Regions from separate parts of the Danio rerio genome. Here region 2 is linked to region 1. Evidence: chromatin contacts called from public Micro-C data. All regions are on one chromosome and are shown on one strand. Each heading gives the region's core, a stretch centred on a gene start, on an enhancer-like site or on the middle of the called end of the contact. The rest is flanking DNA. Distances are from core to core; before and after follow the strand shown. Region 1 overlaps ssbp3a (single stranded DNA binding protein 3a). Region 2 holds the start of ssbp3a (single stranded DNA binding protein 3a).

What was found. A called contact is a pair of places that touch in the nucleus more often than the background predicts.
Region 2: a contact with region 1 is called in a Micro-C map of caudal fin, with 9 times the contacts expected there. The contact joins the promoter of ssbp3a here to the enhancer-like site in region 1. A contact is called at or near these places in 7 of 18 Hi-C or Micro-C datasets (caudal fin, embryo, fibroblasts and 2 more) and 2 of 4 datasets of contacts at active chromatin or transcription factors (caudal fin and embryo).

What each region holds. Positions count from the first base shown.
Region 1 is chr2:11,368,912-11,375,453 of GRCz12tu, reverse strand. It overlaps ssbp3a (single stranded DNA binding protein 3a), which reads left to right. Exons shown (of 18, transcript NM_001130643.1): 7 at 1,102-1,161; 8 at 1,242-1,296; 9 at 4,628-4,701; 10 at 4,939-5,024. The region is part of intron 1 of LOC137487670; the gene reads left to right. Among named protein-coding and RNA genes, the nearest start is that of cdcp2, 33 kb to the right of the region's middle. Within about 2 kb of position 3,748, at least 1 of the 62 cell types and tissues checked has an H3K27ac peak or open chromatin away from gene starts, as enhancers often do. A contact at or near this core is called in caudal fin, where this site is marked.
Region 2 is chr2:11,451,615-11,458,161 of GRCz12tu, reverse strand. It overlaps ssbp3a (single stranded DNA binding protein 3a), which reads left to right and starts at 4,808. Exons shown (of 18, transcript NM_001130643.1): 1 at 4,808-4,893; 2 at 5,239-5,311; 3 at 5,425-5,486. The coding sequence starts at 4,838. The region is part of intron 1 of LOC137487670; the gene reads left to right. It overlaps acot11a (acyl-CoA thioesterase 11a), which reads right to left and starts at 724. Exons shown (of 15, transcript NM_001099975.2): 1 at 538-724. The coding sequence starts at 724.

The DNA of each region.
Region 1 (6,542 bases), core at 2,499-4,998:
AAACCCCAAAGATAGTGGCACGTAAAAATCCCAGGAGATCAGCAGTTTCTGAAATACTCAGACCAGTCGGTCTGGCACCAACAACCATGACACATTCAAAGTCACTTAAATCATCTTTCTTCCCCATTCTAATGCTCGGTTTGTACTGCAGCAGATCGTCTTGTCCATGTCTACATGCATAAATGCATTGAGTTGCTGCCATGCGATTGGCTGATTAGAAATTTGCGTTAATGAGCAGTTATACAGGTGTACTTAATAAAGTGGTCAGTGAGTGTATATCACAACCAGTTTTCATTTTTGTCATGACAAACAACATAACTTAGTAAATTAACATAAATCTGTCATAATCATCATTGTCATGAGGCTTTTATGATTGTGTCATCATGACTTTTCTGATCACGTTTTCAGTGAAACAAACTGTATTTAACAATAAATTTTAAAGTGTTATTACTCCGTCAAATCATTTTCAGCATCAATAATATTTAATGACATTTTTTTTATAATTATATTTTTGGAGGTTTTCACCTCTAACAGATAGGACAGTAGAGAGTATAGACAGGAAAGTATAAGGAGCAGAGAGAGGAGAAGGATTGTCATAGGACCTTGAGGCGGGAATCGAACTCAGGTCGCCTTGAGCACCAGAGTGCATGTGTCGACACACTAACCACTACACCATCGATGCCAACTTAATGACATTTTAACGACAAATTCAGCTTGTATGACTGTAGTTTAGGAAAACAAGTATGGCACTGTTATAAAATTGATGTCATATTTATAATGGCTTATGACAATCATGTTTATGACCGATTTATGACAAGTTTTGTTGTCTTGGTAATGTCAAGTTATCATACTGTAAAAACTTGCACTTGCACTGTACTGCATTCAAGATGTCATAACTGAGTTGTTATAAGTTTTTACACAGTTGTTATAAGCACACATAAAGTCATGAGATGTGTCATGTCATCGTTATAAAGGTTTGATTACAGTCTTATGAACACCTTTCAAGTAAAGTGTTACCAATTTTATTTTATTTTAAATGTATTAGCCAGGGAAGTGGATGTTGCATTGTGTTTTTTTAAGTCACTGTGTTTCCATTTGCAGCCATTTATGTCACCTCGCTATGCTGGAGGACCTCGACCGCCCATGAGAATGGGTAACCCGGTAATGCAGATTGAAATGGTTTAAACAACAGTGCTAATAAACTAGGACTTATTTAACACCTAACCTCTTTGTTTCTTTAGCCTCCAGGTGGACAGCCTTTACCTCCAAATATGATGGACCCTACAAGACCAACAGGTGAGAGATTTAAAGCTAAATGTATGGGCTAGTTCACCCAAAAATGAAAAACATTTAATCACTCTTTACTTGTTTCAAACCTTTATTAGTTTATTTCTTCTGTTAAACACAAAAGAAGATATTTTGAAGAAAGCTGGAAACCTGTAATCATTGATTTCCATAGTATTTGTTTTTCAATGCTTAAAGGTTTTTTTTTTAGCTTTCTTCAAAATATCTTGTTTTGTTTTTAACAGAAGAAAAAAGAGGTTTGGAACCACTTGAAGGCGAGTAAATAAAGTTATTTTGGGTTAACTATCCCTATAACACTGTAAAGTTTAATTAGATTTGAATAATTGTGATTTTTTTTTTTTTTGCAAGTATTATTAGATTTAGGGGTGAATGGTGATATTATTTGGTGGATTAGAGACTTCCTTTTAAATCTTCCTCAAAGAGTAGTTGTCGATTTTAAGGTCGAAAACAATTATTGTAAATGCAGGAGTTCCAGAAAGAAGTGTTTGATCACCCTTACTATTGTTTGCTTTATACAAATGAATGTAAGATCCAGGATTTATGTTTTAACTTATTTAAATATGTGAATGATGTGGCACTGCATTGCATTATAGCTATATAATTTTGCTTCAAAACTGGTGAGTTCACTGGAGATAATTGTTAATAAAACCACAGAGATGGTAATTGGCAGAAATAAAGACTCTAATGAAGTGTTAGAATCTTTAGTACTTGATGGACATCAAATAGAGTGTGTTGGAGGTTTTAAATATTTAGCAATATATATTGACAATAAATTGATCTTTTCTGGAAATGTTGAATATATATTTCGAAAGAAATGCTGAGATTATATCTTTTTGGGAGATTAAGGGTGCTTTCACACCTGTGAATCAATTCAGTTGTTGCGAAACAGAGATTACAAATGTTACATTGTTGCTCTTTGCTCTTGGAGCGCTTCGCTTTCACATTGCACAGTTTCTAATCGGACCAAAAGAACTAAAACAAGTCACGTGCAAGTAAACTCTCCTTACATTGGTTAGAGTGTCAGGGTTTATTTTGCAGCGTCCCGCTCAGCTGTTAGGAGAGGTGGTGGTTTGATGGTGATTGACAGGGTGCGCACACGCAATGTGTCTAAGGAGAGACGCGGTGGGGAGGGGTGAGAAGGGTGCGCGACGTAGCCTATTTGAGGACCGGGAGGGAGACGCGAGATTACCGGGAGATCATCACTCGTTTGTGGGCATCCGGAGACTCGCGAAACTTCCCGCCATGCTCATAATTCTCTCTTCATATAGCTGTATGCCTATTACATATCCATAAAACACTGTGATATAACCGCGCTCGGATCGGATCCCTTTCTCACTGTAATCGAACCACTCCAGGGTTCGTTTCAATCGAGCCGAGACCACCTCATTAAAGCGATCTCAGAGCGATTACTATGGCATGGAACAGAGCGCGATTGTCCTGTTCACATATGCCAAACGAACCGCGCTAACTGGGCAATCGAGACACGTTCCAAAACAAAAGTGTAGGTGTGAAAGCACCCTAAAACAGGTTTAAGTCAACATATTTTGGAGATATATAAGAATTTCCTTAAGTGTTGCGAGTTTCAACATGACTGTATGGGCTGGACTATCACCAGTCAACAAAAAGCACAAATTGTTTAGCGTAGTAAAAAAAAAATCTTTTTGTTCAACACAAAAGATGTTGGACACTAAAAGCCAATATCATCTCTAGTAGGATAAAAAATACTATGAAATTCAATGGCCAGCATGTTTTCTTGTGTGTTGAACAGAGGACAGACACTCAAACACATGTGGAGCGTGTGCTCGAAACACACAGACTAGAATGACCAATCCTTGTCCACTGTCTGCACTTTTTCTCTCTAAAAGTTATGATCAATAAAGGCCAGTTCAAAAGGTGCTTCTGCATTAATGCTTGACGGAAGGCTTTTCTAAAGCCTTCTATTAACTTGATCATCATAGTGACAACAGCCAATCACTTTAACCTGAACTTGAAGTAAATAAGACAGAAGAAGTAGTTGTAGAAATAGTTGTTATTTATAAAGATTGATCATTTAGCATAGAGTGAATATAATAAGTTTTTCTGCCATAATAAGTTTTTCCATTTTGACATATTGTTATTCGAATGTGATTGGCCAACATCTAAACTTGTGTATTTGCTTAAAGAAATCTGATTGGCCTGTGTTGGCACTTAAAATTTTTTAACTTCAGCCTCAAGCGACTCTGTAGACCCGCAATTCAGTTCGGCAATGCTTCATGAAATTCTATTCAAAGTAAATGAGAAGTGTTAACTCTGACACCTTGTCTTTTTTTATAACCTTCAGTAGTTTGTTATTATACTTTGTTTGTTTTTCCAGCTCCTCAATTTCTTTTCCAACTGTTAAACAATGATCTGTTCAGTGTTGACACCTTGTGGACCAAGTAGGCAGTGCACAAACAGTTCAACTGTAATCTGCAAATGTAACATACATGTACGTATGTACATTTGCAGAAATCAAGGAAGCACAGAACACCCTGTGTTTGTTAACGTTGAGTTTATCTTTTAATACAGTTTGAAGACACAGTATGTGCACAATTTTGGCACTGTCCACCTAACATAGTTGGGAAGTTTTGAAAACATGCAACTCACCCAAATTGACAAAACCACTTTTTACCTAAACCTGATTTGGTGAGATTTATTAATTCAGTCATTCCATTTCCTTCGGCTTAGTCCGTTTATTTATCAGGAGTCGCCACAGAGGAAAGAACCACCAACTTATTCAGCATATGTTTTGCACAAAGGATGCCCTTCCACCTGCAACCCAGTACTAGGAAACCTCCATACATTCTCATTCACATATATACACTCATACAAGGCCAGTTTAGTTTATTAAATTCACCTATAGCATAGTAAAAAAAAACTCTGCTCCATTATTTTCATTTATTAACTTATTTATTATTAATTAATAATATAATTAATTATTACATATTGTTGCCTGCCTGATGGATACAAGTTATTCCTGAGTTCTGCTTTCAACTGAGACCAGTGGAATAGAAAATAAATTGCAATAATAAGGAAATAAAAATGAAATATCTTGTCTGATAAATCATGTACAGTGCAGTTTTGGTCATTTGTAAACCGCAATGGGCATCAGGATGCAGAACTCAATTGTCTTTTATATTACAGTCTTGCCTTAATTAATGACAATCATAATTACATGATCTTTGGAAGCTTTCTTAGAAGAGTTAAGTCCATTTACAGAAAGGACTTGTAAATACAACACTTAACATTTTGTCTTTTTTATAGCTGTCTGTTAAACGCTTTAATGGTGTTATTATTTGTTCAGGCCATCCAAACCTGGCATCCATGCAGAGAATGAACGCTCCACGAGGAATGGGCCCAATGGGACCAGGACCACAGGTCTGAATCTTATACTACCCGAAGACTTCATTTCATCTTTCTTTCATGAAAATATAAATACCATTCCCTAAATCTATTAAATACATTTGCTCAATTCTAGGACTGGACAATATAGTTAAAACAGCTGAATGTCTGAATATCTCAATGCATTTTAATAGTCAGTGTATGTGCGTAAACTAACTATGTTCTTGCTCTCTCCTCTCTCATGGTGTCCTCTGGGGATTCTGGATATCATAGTCTGACCCATGGTTATCACTACAGAACTATGGTGGAGGAATGAGGCCTCCAAACTCTATGGGGCCGGGAATGCCAGGAGTAAACATGTAAGGACTTGGCATGTCTATCCAATATGTGGGGTTTCAGTTTGTGATATTCATAGGCTTGCATTTTTTTAATTGAGTGTCATATCTCATACATCATGTTTCATGCACACTGTTAAAAATGCAGGGTTTCACTTAATACTTTCATGTTGTCAAACACAAATCGATTAGGGTAACCTAATTGTTTTTACAAATTGAAATGAATTGTCCCTTCGCTAAGCCTCATCCAAAAACCGCCACCCACCAATCGTGACTTAGCAATCATAGCTACGTGCAGGGGCTCTATCAAGCTTTCGAGCGTTGTGCATATGAATTATGCAAATCTGATACCCAGTATTCTAAAAGTTCGGACGGGGTGGTGGAATTTTTTTCCTCCACCCAGGAGGAGAAATGCCAGCGTGGATCAAGCTCTGTTAAGTTGGTTTTGTTTTTGATATTCACATTTAGTGATAGACCGATGGCAATAACTCACACACCTCTTACTCTAAACAGATCTAAACTGTGTTTCCTACAAAAATACAAAGCAGGTTACGTTTTGCATCCGTCTTTTTCCCTTTTTTCACTCGATATCATGAACACTGCTCCGTTTAAGCCCTCGCCATAGTAGTCATACTAATAGCAATCCTATTCCCATTTGTTTCAAGCTACAAATATTTGAAACTACATATCAATAGAACAAATTTGAGTGCTCATAATATTGAGCGTAAAAAAACAAAAGAAAAAGACAGCTGGGAAACATAACCTGCTTTGTGTTTTTGTAGGAAACACAGTTTAGATCTTTTTAGGGTCAAAGGTGTAGGAGTTATTGCCGTCTATCACTGAATATGTCAGGAATATCGAAAACAAAACCAACTTAACTCCGCTCCTTTAGCGCCCCTCGCAGAGCTTGATCCACGCTGGCATTTCTCCTCTTGGGTTTTTGGTTTTGAAAAAATTCACCACCTTGTTCGAACTTTTAGGATACCAGGTATCAGATTTGTACAATGCATATGCACAATGGTTTAGCTTGTTTCACACCCTCGAAAGCTTGACAGACCTCCTGCATGTAGCTACGGTTGCTAAGCCACGATTGTTATATTTTAGTTTTATGGCTTAGCGAATGGTCAATTACAAAAAAGATTTTTTTAAAAATCCAAATTTAAACTTCCTCAGAGACAAAGTATTTAGTGAATAAATATAATGCATCACACCTGCAAAAAATAATCACATTAATCAACCAACACAGGCAAGTAAACCGGGGAGAAAAAAAAAAAAAAAAATAATAATAATTATATATATATATATATATATATATATATATATATATATATATATATATATATATATATATATATATATATATATATATATATATATATATATATATATATGAGGGGTGTCAAAATTAATTGTTTCTTCGGTGTACCGCGATGCAGACGCGGACAATTCGGTATCGGTTCAGTAATAATCATAACCGGTTATGTACTGTACAGACGTCATTTATCTCATATGTGCTCTGGCGCCAACTACTTAAAAACGCAG
Region 2 (6,547 bases), core at 3,559-6,058, 82 kb before region 1:
CCAGTTTCCCACACAGTCCAAAGACATGTGGTACAGGTGAATTGGGTAGGCTAAATTGTCCATAGTGTATGAGTGTAAATGAGTGTGTGTGGATGTTTCCCAGAGATGGGTTGCGGCTGGAAGGGCATCCGCCGTGTAATAAATGTGCTGGATAAGTTGGTGGGTTATTCCGCTGTGGTGACCCCGAATTAATAAAGGGACTAAGCGGAAAAGAAAATGAATGAATGAATGAATGAATTCTTATGAAAGCAACACAATTAGATTTTCAAGCAGTTCTAAGCACTTTATTGGAAAATCAAAGCACTTTTTAAATCTTGAAAACACTAGAATAAATCCAAGCATTTTCCAGGATTACAGCACCTGTAAGAACCCTGAAGAACACTCACAAACACACATAGATCTAGATTTTATTTGCTCTAGGTTTGTTTGTCAGTATGAACGTCATTATACTACAACTGATAAGCTTATATAGAGAAGTTCTGGAGCCTTTACAATGCAGGTTAAAGGTGAGTGGCGTCAGTCATTGTGCAAACTCACCAGACAGACATGCTGTGCAGTCCATCCATTTGAGCAGCTGCCCGACGCTCAGCTCTCCGCAGTGGTTGGCATGGCAGGGCAACACGATCTGGCTCATCTTCACTTCTGAAGGGTTGCGATGCTGAGCTCCATCCTCCAGATGAAGGTCATGCAGATCCTCCTTTAGCCTGGACTCTAATGATGCCATGATGAGCTGTTGAGGACACCGGAAATCTTCAATACAATCACGCATGTGGTTTATAAGCATCAAAAGAATAAAAGTGCAATACGGCATGGAGATGTGTTGCTTTCTTTTTTTCTGTTCAGTAGAATGCATACTGACCTTATTTTTTTTCAGAACAACATAATAATGACTACCACATATTTACAGCCTTTGCCGTGAAGCTCTAAATTGAGCTCAGGTGCATTCTGTTTTCATTGATCATCATTTAATGAAAAGGCATTCACCTGTCTATATAAGGTCAAAGGGGACAGTGCATGTCAAAGCACAAACCAAGCATGAAGACAAAGGAATTATCTGTAGACCTCCTAGACAGGATTGTCTCGAGGCCCAAGGCTGGGGAAGGTTACAGTAACATTTCTGCTGCTCTGAAAGTTCCAAAGAGCACAGTGGCCTCCATCATCCATAAGTGGAAGATGTTTAGAACCACAAGGACTCTTCCTAGAGCTGGCCGGCCATCTAAGCTGAGCGATCTGAGGAGAAGTGCCTCAGTCAAGGAGGTGATCAATAACCCGATGTCTAAGCTCCAGCACTCTTTTGTGGAGAGAGGAGAATCAATCTACAATATATTTTTTGGAAATATGTTGTATAACACGCATTATCTTTTTTTTAAATATTTTTTTTATAATTAGTTTTTTTTGTCTATCAATGCTGAATTAATGATGATTGTTGAGTTAACCTAGTTTAATATATATATAATATAATAATATATACATATATGATGCCTGATGAAGGCACCTACAGAAAATCTGTAGGTTTTTTTAAGGATTAGCTATGTAAATAAAAGCTTTTCAATTTTTTCCACATTTTAAGTACTTTGGACTTATTTTTGCTGTTTATTCTGATGAACCCCTTACCCAAAGAGCACCAACACATTATTTAAGATACCCCTGAGCACTTTTTGTTTGATTTTTGTTAGATTAAACCATTACTTTTTACCCAAACTGACTCTGAGTATAATTAAATATTATTTTCTACAATTAAAAATAAATATGTCAGAATGTGCATGTTGCTTTGTTTTAACAGATGTTACACACTGAATGACAACGAAACAATATTTCTCCCATACGCTGACGATTTATTTTCACAAAAGTTATTTTAAACATTATAGTAGACACTTTATCTGCATTTATAATATTTTCGAGTATTTAAACATTTATTTTTATGGTACACTACAACCCATCAAGATTTTTGCATTCAATCCAGTTTTTAAATTAATAAGTGTAAAATAATAATTACTATTTTATGGGTTTTTATTTTCTTATGTTTACCAAGGCTGCATTTATTTGATGACAAAATCATATATATATATATATATATATATATATATATATATATATATATATATATATATATATATATGTACACATATATTTTTTTTTCAAATAGAATGAAACTACTGATTACAGACAGACAGACAGACAGACAGACAGACAGACAGACAGACAGACAGACAGACAGACAGACAGACAGACAGACAGACAGATAGATAGATAGATAGATAGATAGATAGATAGATAGATAGATAGATAGATAGATAGATAGATAGATAGATAGATAGATAGAAATTGTATATATCAAAAAAACATCATTACATCTTGAAGTGCTGCAGATATTATTGTCTACAAGTGATATGGTTGCAAATGAATGGCTCTCACCACTTGTAAGCGCACGTCACGAAGCGCACGTCACGAAGATGTTGTACTTCGAGTTCGGTAACTACCCGTAGCTATTACTTTGTAGACGATTGTGCAACTTTGAGTAACCTCTGAAGTGACACTCCTCACATTCACACCCTTCGATTCCTGTGTCAATAAAACAACTTTAAAAACTCACTTTAACGTTAGTATAGACGCTATGTGCACTGCGTTCATTCTGCGCAGCGCGTTCACGTTGAATTGAATGCAAGTGTGCGCACTGACTGACCGAGGAAGAATGGCATAAGAAACAAGCTAAGACGGTTTTGCTTTGATGCATAGATTCATATAAAGTATTATTCACGCCCTTACCGCAAACTTGCCTTAGGAGTCTGTATGAATTCAAAACAGCAAGCCTTCTTGGATGATCATAACTGGATTGACGGTGTTCACGGAAGCCCTGCGGCGCCCTAGAGGTCAACAAAACGCCGCTTCAGCCGCTCGTAGTGTTCACTAACTAGTTTAGCAGTGCGTGTGTGTCTGTGAGCTAGTGTTCATTCACTGAGACCCCGCCCCGTTGCTCCATGTTTGCACATGTTCTTTAAAAAGTCTTAATGTCCTTGTTTTTATACTTCTTTCTTACGTCAAAACAATGACAAACGTCAAAGTAAATTATGTTTGTTTGCTCACTGCACGGAATGTGTCGACACCTGCGGTTTGTCGTTTAGTTTGTTGACCAACAGGTGGCGCAATAAGCCTTTCAATGCGTAGAATAGCGCTTTGACTTAAAGTCAAATTAAACTGACAGTAGTAGTTGCAAGCTTTTATAAAAGAGAATCATTTTCTTTAAGAAGTAATAAGACTATAAAATAAGACTGCTAATAGGCTATAGGTCCTACACACGTGAGAGGATGAAGTACTTTGATACATCACTAAATTGAGAAGTTACATTACTCACAAATTTAATTGGTTTAACAGGTTTAAAGTGTTTTACTTGCAAAACTGCCAAATTATTCAAGCATCTACACAGAATAAAAAGCAAGAACAAACAAAACATGATAATATTCATTAATATATCATGATAAACCATGGCAAATTATTTGTAATTATTGAAGTAAATTGAAATTAAATACAATTAAATAAAACAACAAAGAAAAAATATATAAAACAAAAGGCGGTTCATTCCACTGTGGCGACTCCTGATAAATAAAGGGACCAAGCCAGAGGAAAATGAATAAATGAATATTCATTCATTCATTCATCCATTCATTTTCTTTTTGGCTTAGTCCCTTTATTAATCAGGGGTCGCCACAGTGGAATGAACCACTAACTTATCCAGCATATGTTTTACGCAGCGGATGCCCTTCCAGCCGCAATCCAACACTGGGAAATAAATGAATTACCCACTAAAAAAAATAAAAATTACCCACTAACGTAATAAATAATTAAACATTGGACATAAAATACTGCAGAAAGTAGGGTAATTAGCATGAATAAAAATAAATAAATAAATATCAGGAAACAGTTAACACTAAGTAAAATAAAGATTGATAACAAAGACTATACAGAAAACTCTTGAAGAGCAATTAGAAATAATAAATGAAATAATAAAATTAATCAAGTAATGTTACTATTTTAAATAACTAAAATAAAGATATTATGCCAATATTGTAAATAATATAACTTAAATAATCACTCAAATAATTGAGTAACTAAAAGGCAAAGTGATTTCAAAATGTTTAACTGCTATAAAACAATAAAATCAATGACATATATATATATATATATATATATATATATATATATATATATATATATATATATATATATATATATATATATATATATATAAAACAACAACAATAACAATACAGAACAAAATAAAATGAATGTTAATCATGATTCTAAAATATGCATTTGAGCTTGTTTTTACAACTTACAACTTTTTTATCATGCGGTTTGAAACCTTGTCAAAAGAAATGGATATAAGTTAGCCACTTAAGAACAAAAAAGTCGGTCTGTCTTCCTTTACCAAGACCACAGAATAGCCATTATGTGGAGATGAACCTGCGCTCAGACCAATTTCATTCATTCATTCATTCATTCATTCATTCATTCATTCATTCATTCATTCATTCATTCATTCTCATAGCATCTAACAGGGGGCGTGGGGTAGACAACTTTATCGAAATTACAGCTAAAATTCAGATTTCATTGTTTTAACTTTTATGCAGATGAGGAGGATTATGAGGTCGCGTCGAACACATCCATTGGTGTATGTAGCTGTCAATCATGCGGACGGGGCCCCGCCCATAGTTCATGATCTGGCTGTGGCAGGGTCGGTTGAAGCGGATGGGGTCAGAGGCGGGCTGCACGTTGACAGCTGGAGCATAAGGAAGCATCGCAGTCAAGCTGGCAGACGCGTTTATTTTCAGCCACAGACATGTTCGCCAAAGGTAAAGGGACCGCGGTGCCATCGGACGGGCAGGCTCGGGAAAAGTAAGCGCTGCTCTCCCTGTCTTTTCACGCTCGTTTACGCGCACAGCTGATGATATTTTGTTATTATGTTGTCAAGCGCTCCTCCTCAAGGTATACCAGTGGCGTTAAAGTGTTACAAGCTTGCGTTGTGGTTCTTTTTGTTTTTTTCGCGGTCTTGTTCATTTCACTTTTTAAGATAAATAGTATTTGTTTCAAAACATTTATGTTTGCGAACGCCTATTGTGATATGGATGATTGTTGTATGTAGGTGCAAACTGTTGTTGAATCTCCAGGGCAAGAATAACAATGTATAATAATTATTATTATTATAAAGCTGTGATTGTTTTCATTGTTATTATTTTACAGATTGGCATTATATGTCTATGAATATTTGTTGCACGTGGGAGCTCAGAAATCCGCACAGACGTTTTTATCAGAGGTGTGTTGCATATTTATCCTTAAGTAGCCTACATTTCTTGTGTGTGTTGACCAGTCATGTTGTGATGTATGAATTCACTGTTGTGCGTTTCTGCTGTGTGTTATTTTGTTTAGATAAGATGGGAGAAGAACATAACCCTGGGTGAACCGCCAGGCTTTCTGCACTCTTGGTGGTGGTGTGTATGGATTGTATTAAGTTGCTGATCAGTGTTGTGCTTTGCAGTCTTTTTATTATCATCATAACATTAACATGATGGATGGAGAAATGGATTCATTTCTGGAACAGCAACTGTGATAACTGATGAAATATCTTAAATTAGTCTGAAGGGAAAATAATTTTTTTTTATTAAAATTTTTATTATTATTATTTGAATATTTTTTTAACTCAAGAGATTTGATCTATACACACTCAAAAATGATCTTTCTTGCTTGTTCAAACTACTACAGTTCTTGATTTATGTTTGGGATAACTTGTACAATGTTCAATCTACTTGAATGAAAACATGAAGGATTTGTTTGGAACCCATCATTTTGTTTACAGTGCATAAGTGTGTGATTAATTTCACAGTTTCAACAAAATCCAACAAATGTACATATTAGGGCTGAACATTATATTGTTTGAGCATCAATATCACAGTGTGTGTCACTCAAAAGTCACATCGCAAGATTAGATTATTTATTAAAGATTAAAAGATAAGATGACGTGGTGGCGCAGTGGGTAGCCTGTCCCCTCACAGCAAGAAGGTCGCTGGTTCGAGCCCTGGCTGGGTCAGTTGGCATTTCTGTGTGGAGTTTGCATGTTCTCCCCATGTTTGCGTAGGTTTCATCCAGTTGCTCTGGTTTCCCCCACAGTCCATAGACGTGTGCTATAGGTGAACTGAATAAGCTAAATTGGCCGTAGTGTATGTATGTGTGTGAATACAAGAGTGTATGGTTGTTTCCCAGTACTGGGTTGTGGCTGGAAGGACATCTGCTGCATGAAACATATCCTGGATCATTTGGCGGTTCATTCCGCTGTGGCAACCCCTGATTAATAAAGGGACTAAGCCGAAAAGAAAATGAATGAATGGTTAAAAGATAAAGATATTATTAAATAATATATATTTTTTTTATTATTTATACAATGATGACCATGTTATTTTACATTTGATGTTCAATTTTTGTACCCGAATACTGCTAGACTTACCATGTAGCACGGTTTATTTTTGCTTTGTCGTATTTATATATGCTTGTGATT